Regions from separate parts of the Larimichthys crocea genome. Here region 1 is linked to region 2. The links are chromatin contacts, called in public Hi-C maps. All regions are on one chromosome and are shown on one strand. The core of a region is the stretch at or near the end of the contact, and the rest is flanking DNA. Distances in the headings are between cores, read along the strand shown.

The links. Hi-C and Micro-C count contacts between places; a contact is called where the count stands out from the background.
Region 1: a Hi-C map of muscle shows a contact between it and region 2, with 3 times the contacts expected there. The contact joins the promoter of sbspon here to the promoter of msc in region 2. A contact is called at or near these places in 2 of 7 Hi-C or Micro-C datasets (both in muscle).

What each region holds. Positions count from the first base shown.
Region 1 is chrXXIII:11,587,890-11,592,296 of L_crocea_2.0, forward strand. It overlaps sbspon (somatomedin B and thrombospondin type 1 domain containing), which reads right to left and starts at 2,003. Exons shown (of 5, transcript XM_010733871.3): 1 at 1,418-2,003; 2 at 230-424; 3 at 7-85. The coding sequence starts at 1,643.
Region 2 is chrXXIII:11,455,525-11,460,381 of L_crocea_2.0, forward strand. It overlaps msc (musculin (activated B-cell factor-1)), which reads right to left and starts at 2,033. Exons shown (of 2, transcript XM_019263200.2): 1 at 1,529-2,033; 2 at 1,100-1,202. The coding sequence starts at 1,951. The coding sequence ends at 1,119. It overlaps LOC113744498 (a long non-coding RNA gene), which reads left to right. Exons shown (of 6, transcript XR_003461595.1): 2 at 1,076-1,200; 3 at 1,532-1,588; 4 at 2,652-2,796.

The DNA.
Region 1 (4,407 bases), core at 753-3,252, 130 kb after region 2:
ACCTACCCAGGGTCTAGGGGGTTTCCATAGTTGTCATGCTTGGGCCTTCCCTTGCCAAACTCCATGCTGGTGATGAATGCAGGACCTGATAAGAGAAACCAATTTAGTATTTCTGTTGGTAAGTTCAGGTGTAGCCCAAGTCCAAAAGTTACAAACAGGATAAACCAATGCAATATGTATAAAATCAAATAAAAGCAGTGCAATTGTAGATATTCATTTATTGGTATACCTGATTTTTGTCCACAGTGGCCACCATGGTGGTCTCTGTACTCCATGCAGCCGGCTCGTTCCTGCAGGCTGGGACAGGGCTCTCCGCTGTTACTGGGCTGCCGCTCCGTGTGGCGGACACGAACTCTCACTGACGGCTGGCAGGGCTTGGCACAGCCGCTCCAAAAGCTCCAGTCGCTCATGGTACAGTCCTGAGCTGGATGTTGGCACCCGTATTGTGGCAGAAACATTATTACAGGATATCCTCTGCGGCAGCAAAACAATCAAACTGAAACACCTGAGAGATGTTGGACCAAACACTCCTGAAGTTCACAGAGTGCAATGAGGTGACACATCTGAGCCATAGCTAAGGTGAAACCTTGCAGCGTTTTGTGCAGACTGCATAATTACAGTTTTCCTGTGAAACAGTGCAATAGAGCTAAATATGCAGGACATAACTTGAGATCAATGAAGCATTGATTGTGACTTGTAGAATTAGTGTTTCCTGCTTAACTACAAGTAGTTTGAGAGTATGCCAAGTGAGCATTCAATCACTAAGTCCTGTGATTTTTCTTTCACTTGCTCCCTGTGCTTGATGATCTAGCTTTGATGTATTAAGCATGCAGATTTAGTGACTACCAGCACATATTATGTACGCTTGGCTTGTTTGACTGGAACTGTAATTGCTACAACTGATTGACAGAATCACATTCTTCAAATATTTGTACTAATTCCATTATGTGGGCCAGTCCACTGAAATGAGGTTAGATGCAGAGCTTGCCTGGGTTATTTGGTGAACTGAGTATTGCCTTTTTGTGATGGAACAGCCATGACACATGTTACAGAAGAAAAATGAGTGTTGTGCAAGCTAGAAGGTCAAGAAGACAGAACAAACAACGCCTCTGGGAGTTTGACAGGACTTCACGACTATGAAGATAAATGTGTGCAAACAATTTCACATCCCTCGGATGAATTTGGAACATATCCTCCCCTGCCATCTGTGTGCCATCAGATAAGCAACCCAGTAACGACCAGGTACGAAAAAATATCTATCTTCTGTCTGATAGATAGAATCAGAAGATCTTTAACAAGAGTTCGGGTTATCTCATGCAACAGGTTATCTCCCACTGGTGTCATATAGTAAGGGTGTGTGCATAAATCAACAGTGCCTCCTCTTGTGATTTATTCATTCCCTCCATTCATCCCTCACCTGGGCACTCTGTGAAGTAGTCGAAGCAGCAGTCCTTGGTCTTATCGCAGCCCTTGTCACAGTAGCACGTCCCATACACGCGGTCCATCCTCCAGTCAGTGGTCGAACAGCTCAAGTCTCTGCTCCGGCAGCATCTCCCAGAACAACCTCCAGACACCAAGTGGTTCTTTCCAAGAGTCGAAACCACCAGCAACAAACATGCAAACTCCACAGAGGATCCCATCATAAAGGAGGTCACACTAGTCTCTTAGTTGCCCTCTTATCTGCTTTCTTATTGTTAAGTGTATTAACGCCCTCCCTGGTCCTATTCTATGTCTGTCATGCTCATGAACGTGAGAGGGAGAGGTTGGAATACCAGCCCAGCCCCAACCCAGCCAAGGCTGTGCTTTGCCACAGGAGCCCTTGTGACCTGGAATTCCTGTGTCCGTCTCCTGTGTCCAGCCTTCCAGAAACAGGTCTGCCGAGCAACCTACAGTACAGAGCACCCCATTCCAGCTCCAGTCAGACTCCCAATGTCCCTCATATTGTGTGTGTGACCTCTCCCGTCTCTCTCTCTCTCTCTCTCTCTCTCTCTCTCTCTCTCTCCCTGCTCCCAGGGAGGGAGCACCTCCTTTCAGTCGATCGCACAAGGGAGGAGACAACGAGGGCGAGGGAGGGGTGAGCTGGTGACTTTGGTGTGTGTTTTGCCTTTCTCTCTCTCTCTCTCTCTCTCTCTCTCTCTCTCTCTCTCTCCTGCCTCTTTCTCACCTGTCTTAGTGCTGTTTACCCGTTTTCCTTCTTACCCTCTCCCTGCAGAATTGCATGTGACCCTGATATGCCAGTCTTGCCCAGCCACTCTCTGCCACCCCAGAGTCCCAGAAGAAAGGGAGGAATGTGAGCAGTTGGCAGGTCTCCAAATAATTGTGCCAGGGGGCCTGCTGAGCGTTGTAAACCACCCTTTGATTCTCACCTCTCTCCCTTTTTTCCTTTCTATTATTGTTACTGTAATCTGACAAAAAATCTCAACACTTTGAACATGAGTTCCCCCTGTTTTACCTCTGACGTGCCTCTATTTCATTATGTTATGTTATCTGATATTCTATTTTATTTAGTTGCTGGCATTTTGGGAAAGAGGCTTATTAGATTTCTTGCATAAGTTAGAGGAGAAGATCAATACCTCTCATATCTGTGCACTAAATAAGCTACAGCCTTGTTGGTGAAGCTTAGCATAAAGACAGGATTTTGAAAAATTCTGCTCTTCTAAACTCATAATATCATTCGTTTGACCCACACAAAAACCAAGATGTAAAAACATGTTGCTTGGTAATCTCACAGTGACAAGAATCCATGAAGTGACTACACCAGGCCAGGAAATAGTCCAGCACATAACCCCCCCGTAAAAAATATTTATAGATATACATGTTGATTAGTTTTAAGGGTGCTGTCCGACAAACTTTTTAACCTTCTGACAGAACCAAGCTCGCTGTTATTGTATGGATTCAGCTTCAGTGCAGGTGCAGGGCTGTAAATCAGTGAGCTGGAGCTCCCAGTGTATGTGTATTACCATTATTTGTAGACCAGGGTGTGGCTTAATCTATAACTCTTGACATAAAGTACAGGGCGAACAGCAGATGACAGATTCATTTCATAGGCCGTAACTCTGAGGTGGCATGTCTGTGACACCCTTAGCTGGGCTAATTGTTTGATCTCATTAGGATTTGGCCTGTCTGACAGATGATTGATAGAAGGACTATTAGATTATCTCCTCTGAGTGAAGCTGAGACAATGTCTTTATAAAGTCAAATGTAAGGATTTCAATATAAGCTGATAAAAATCACATAATACTTTTATACCTAGTGTTTCTACATTTGAATGATGCAAAAATGTCAAAGGAAGCCCCCCCAGTAAGCAAAGAATCTTGATGCATATGAATCAGACATAATTTTGCAGGGTATCCGCAGCAATTTCTCCTCTGTTATGTTTGCTCAAGGAGCCTGAATGTCTGAGGATGTTGTGAACTCAAGAGGGTCAGCTTTTATTTGAGCAGTTCCTCCTCCATTTCATGGGAAACAAATGAGGCCTCTGCAGGGAGCATTAGCAGAGAATGAGGCCTCCCTGCGTCTACTGCTATAGAAGGGGCAGATATTTGTAATAATCTGGATACATTGCCTCTGCTGTCTTGAAAAACAGCTCCCGGAGAGCAGAGGGGGGTCTGTTTGGGTCCTTTGATTCTTCTTCTCGTCATAAGCAGGTAGGTCAAGCGACAGTAATAGCCTTCATCTTCACCATAATCATCAGCAGCAGCATCACTGAGGAGCATGTGTCTGAATCAGTGTATATTAAAGTTTGAGGGCGCTGAACCCAGACTGACCTTAGGAGTTGTAATGTGTTTTGGCCATTTTAATCTACAAATATGATATATAATGATCTATTTCTTTTTATTCATTTTGAGAAGGTGGATATAATTTTATATATAATTTTGTAAGTGTGACTGTGAAAAACAAAGATGATGCCCTGAAATGTCACACACACACACACACGTTGTTTGTCCAGTGCTGATTTCATCTATCCACTGATGCAAGACTTACAGCTGCATCAGTTTGCTTTGGCTCCAGCACGATAGGAGTACACTTCAAAGCATGTGTGTTTTACATCTGACAGGCCTCCAACCTCGAACCTCCTGCTCTTACTGTGCACTTGTCAGAGACAATCTGATTTCCCCAAGTAACACACCCTGCTCGCTGAGTTATCTTAGTGTATGTGAGTAAAGAGGAGATTAAGGCCGTGTTAATGTGTTTGTTTATGATGGCCAGAGCCGCCATGTCACAGAATGAATTCATGACAGTCATACACACAATTCATTTTATTTGACATAGTGAGAGGCGCGAGCAGAGATTGATTTGCTTTATCTGGGGAATGAAAGTGCGCGTGCCACCACTCCTTGTACTGGGCGTCAAGGAGACGGCCAGGGTGAATCCTAGCTCCATCTCGCCTATGTGGGGAATGCAAAC
Region 2 (4,857 bases), core at 783-3,282:
TAGTTTTGTGAATATTTGGACAAGTGTGTTATGTCTTGATTGATTTTTGACAGGATAAAACCAAACCAAGACATTTTATGATAGAATATTGATCTCTAAAGTTTCCATGCTGTTCCACAATGCACCCCTGGAGTTTGGTTACATGCACAAATGACACATATCTGCTTCTTACAGCTTATGAGTGCTGCAGCTCCTGGCCACCACTAGATTAATCTGCAACAGACATGATTTAAACTATCGAGATTCACAGATTTGCTATCTGCCCACTTCAGCCACGACAACTGATTTCATGGTGAAATAAACACACATGAGATGCTTCTAAATCATAATAAGGGGATTATTATGATTTTTGATTCAGCACAAGGAGAGACAAAGACATTTGTTATTAGTAAAATTTTATCTGAAATGCAAAAATATCAAAGGACAAACACGTCACAAATACAATAAATACTGTAGATCCACAATAGAAAAGAATTATGCTGCACATTTTTGCTTTGTGATTGAAATACAAGTCAAAGTAGCAAAACATCTATCTATCTTCACAGCAGCCATGTCGACATGAAATAGTAGGATCAATGCAGGCAACGGGCTAACGTGCACCACAGCAGCACTCTGACTCTGACTCTGTTTGACCTGAATGGAACAGAGCCTTAATTAGTGTCATTGGTAAAACCTGTGTTTACCTACTATTTCATGTCAAAATGGCTGCTGTGAAAAAAGGTCTATACTACATAGATTGCTGGTTGCTCTCTAAACTGTATCGAAGATCATTAAAATGACAAAACAAATAGTGGGGCTGATGTTTGTTAAACCCAAATCCGGAGGTTAAATCCAGTCTAATTGAGCTTACACACAGTGTAAACATGCCATAATACTAATTACAGCAAACATGCACACAAAAGAAGATATATCTCAAAACAAACTTGGAGTACTGCCTTTATTGTTCTAACCTACATGCTCTGAAAATACACAATCCAAAGTGTATTAAAGGTTGAGTTTAAAGTCATTGCTTAGCTACAGTTATGCAGACATTTTTCCATTTTCAGGAGGCATCAGCATTTTATATTGTCTGCAGGCTTCAGCAGAACCAAAGCTGGTGTTTGAAGAAGAAAGGAGTCCTATGCTGTTGCTCCACATAGTCTTACATTGGATGAGATGTCTTGGTTGTCCTCTGATCGCCCCGTCATCAAAAATGGCCAGGTCTGTTAAAGCAAAACACAACAGTAAAGAAACACATCCAAAAACTTTTTTTTCCCAGACTCACTATTGACTATGATAGTCTTGGTAATGAGATTCTCCATTTTCAGAATGATACTGCAGAAATAACAGGAATATTGTGGGGAAGCTATAGTGATTATGTCAAATTACATAATTAAGTCACTATAAAATTCAAACCTAGAGACTAGTAAAGTGATTTCCCATTTGTTTGTGCAAAACCCTAAAAGTACACAATGAGAAACGTCACTTCAATACTTCTTTCTGTGTCTGAACATTTGTTTGTTTTTGCTTTGGGTTTTTATCTTCATACCAGATTGACTGGGTGCGCAAAGCGACTCTCGAACCGGTCATCCTGCAGAAGCTGTCTCAGGTGAGAGATGTAGCTCGAGGCGAGTCGAAGCGTGTCCAATTTGGACAGTTTGGTGTCTGCTGGTACCCAGGGCAGGCTGGTTTTCAGTCTGGAGAAAGCTTTGCTCAGCACTCTCATCCGCGCCCTCTCCCTGGCATTGGCCGCGTTTCTCTGCGACTGGCGCGCTTCCTTCTGGTGCGCTCTGGAGGCTTTTCGGTCATGCTTGATCCTCCCCTCCCCGCCGTCATTTTCCAACTCCTCATCCGAATAAAGGTTGGGATTGTAGCATGCAATCTTCCGCGCGTTCCTCGCCAAAGCGGTGGCAGTCCTTGTGTGACATGTCTCGTAGTCCTCAGCATCACTTGCAGCAGAGCCAGTGGACATGGCTGCTCCACCTGTGCCTTGGAGGCGGACGCGGTTGGCACTTAAGGGACAGCAGCAGATTGGAAAAATAGATTCTCAGCTTGGTAAGAGTTTTGCAAACACCAGGAGGTTGGAAGTCAGCAGGCTACCGCCACTTTTAAATTCCCATTTGGTAACCCTACAACTTATTTCACCCTGAAATGTCACCACTTGACAATGCTGCAGTACCAACAGCTTAAGGTCAAGTCTGAAAATTGCAGCTCTCTCTAAAAGTGAAACATGCCTCCTTGCTTTGCTACCCCTCTAATTTAAGTGTCCTGGACTTGGCATCTGTACAGTTTTTTTCTGAGCCTTTCTCCTCCCCCTTTCCCTCCAATCCACCATGACCACAACTCTATCTCCTTGTGTATACTGTTAAAGACTTAACTTGCTCATCTGCAACTTGATGATAGCATTAATCCACGTAAATGAATGGCTTAGTATTGATAGTCTAAAGAGAGGTGTAATAAAGTTGCAAATTGACTATAAGGATGTTTTTACCAAACAGAGAGATAATCTTTCTCATATGGAGTGTGATAATAATACCAACAATTCACTGCAACATTTGGAAATGCACATATAGTAAACATTTCTAAGTCTGTCGGTTCCACAGATGTGTTTTGGTAATAGAAATGTCTTGAGGACCTTATCAAAAGTGCATAATCCTTTGCTGGTTTCACAGAGGGATTGGGTTTCTGCAGATGGAGCAGCCTTTCACACGCAGCCTGCGTGCACCAGCCCCAGCTGTTATCGGTTCCCATGACATCTGGAGCGTTGGCATGACAAGGGTGTGGCAGAAGAGAAGAGGCACCATCTTCATTCCCATGGTAAACATTTTTCACTGGGCATGTTGGCCATTTTTCGCATTTGTTTAGTGTCCCTCAAACTTTTCTCAGCGCATCAACTGATAGAGTTCAGACAGGGTAGTAAATTTTAGTGTGGACTGAGATCAAGAGCTAACAGAAGTCGGGGAAGAGAACAGCTCCAGGCCTCAGAAGCTACAGGATTGCAAAATGTGTTTGCAGAGATACCATGCTGCCTGGAAAGTTTCTGAGAAAAAAGTCTTTTTATTCCAGACTCTACACTTCATACAGAATCTCTGTTGTAGTCTGTGAGATTTGCAAGCATTACAAAGTAAAAGTAAGCACATTGCTCACTATATTAAAAAGAGAACGCTTTGAGGAAATTATAAGGAGCTTATGTGTGAGGTGTGGGAGCACAATTTCTCTGGATAAATGGAACGTTCTATGGCCGTACAGCACCCCCTCTTTACTTTCTCAAGATAGTCCAAGAAAATCCCAGGTCCCTGAAAAAGCTATTACTCCACATAATACGTGTGAAATTTGGATTTTTTTATGACAATAGCAAGACTCTGCCAAGAATTACCTAACTGCAGCGCAGCTGAGATGCATGCTTGATTTTGGTAGCTGGCCATGCCAGGGTCACAAAATGAGAACTACTTTACTAGAGTGGGCTCAATGCTGTACTGTACTTCAACAGTTCCCACGATGGGGTGTAATTTATCCCAACTTTTATTAAACGTCTAATATATAGAGCCTTTCAAAACCCATCATGCTTGCTTATTAGCTGTTTATAATGATGTTCCAGTTTCATTTCTCAGTGTCAAAATGCAAGTCACTGCGGTTTTTGTTCTGCACTTTTCCACCACTCAGATTTCCCTCTTTCACAAACCAGGAATGCTCCCTAATCCAAGGACACATTCCTATGTTTTCCACTTCTACTATCCCACTCCTCCATGCACGTTTTTCACAAGAAGACCTGACATCAGCGGGACCTCGGACAAATCTGTCCTTGTCCTTGGATGTGTCATGAGGTTGAGATATTAAGTTCCTGCTTGCAGTGTTTTACTCTTGTAAGAAAGAAAGTCAAAGCTTCAGGCAGGCTGCCATCTCATCCCCTGTCGCTGCATCCGTCAGCGAGCTGGATGGTATGACTGACACACTCAAAGGTGCAAGCTAAGGGATTCTGCTGTTGGATTTACTCCTCGTTTCATAAGCTGTCACTTTTTTTCTCTTTTTTTTTAAACATAACATGAAAAGGTATTGGCTATGTGACACATATTTCAACCTGCTGCTCCATTCACTGTCAACAAGAAGCAGGTTCAGATAAAACAAGGGTGCTCATTAGTCATTCTGTAGATGTAGCTCCTCAAGTAAGAGCAGCAAATATTGTCTAACCCATCAGTGTAATTGATGCTTACATGGTTATTGTATTTGCCCTGGGAATAATTAAATTCAGGGCCAACAGTAATAAATATCACTTGAAACTCGACTTGAAGGCAGCACTAGCATTCGTCTATCAGCAAAGACTTTCAGGGGTTGTGACCTCTATCGGGGCCCTATGCTGGAGAAGCAGAGGGACAGGTGCAAGATCATGATGTCAGAGGCCTTTCTGTGTGTCTCTCTCAATCTCCTTTGATTCCCAGGATTGCCACTGAAGCAGCTCGAGTGCACAAATCTGCTGAAATGCACAAATCAGAGGCAATAATCCATCAGTCACTGTGAAGTTTTGGAAGTTTTTATATTATTGTGTCATGCATTAAACCATGCCCAGACTGCATGGGCTTACAAGGCACCACACGTTAATATGAACCAGATCTAGAAAAGTTCAAACAATACTACAAAGAGTCCAGAAAATCAAGAAAATCTAATCATATTATTTATATAATCAGATTTTCAGACATTCATATCTTCAACAGAATTCATAGGTTACTCATACAGCATTTATAACTAGAAAAATCTAAGTAAAAGTGAGCTTAAAACTCCATCTTGCCGCCTTTAGCTAACTTAAACACATCAAATTCATTCAATCATATTCCAGAATCACTTAACATGCAGTACACATCAGTTTTCAAGCTGCCAAGAAAG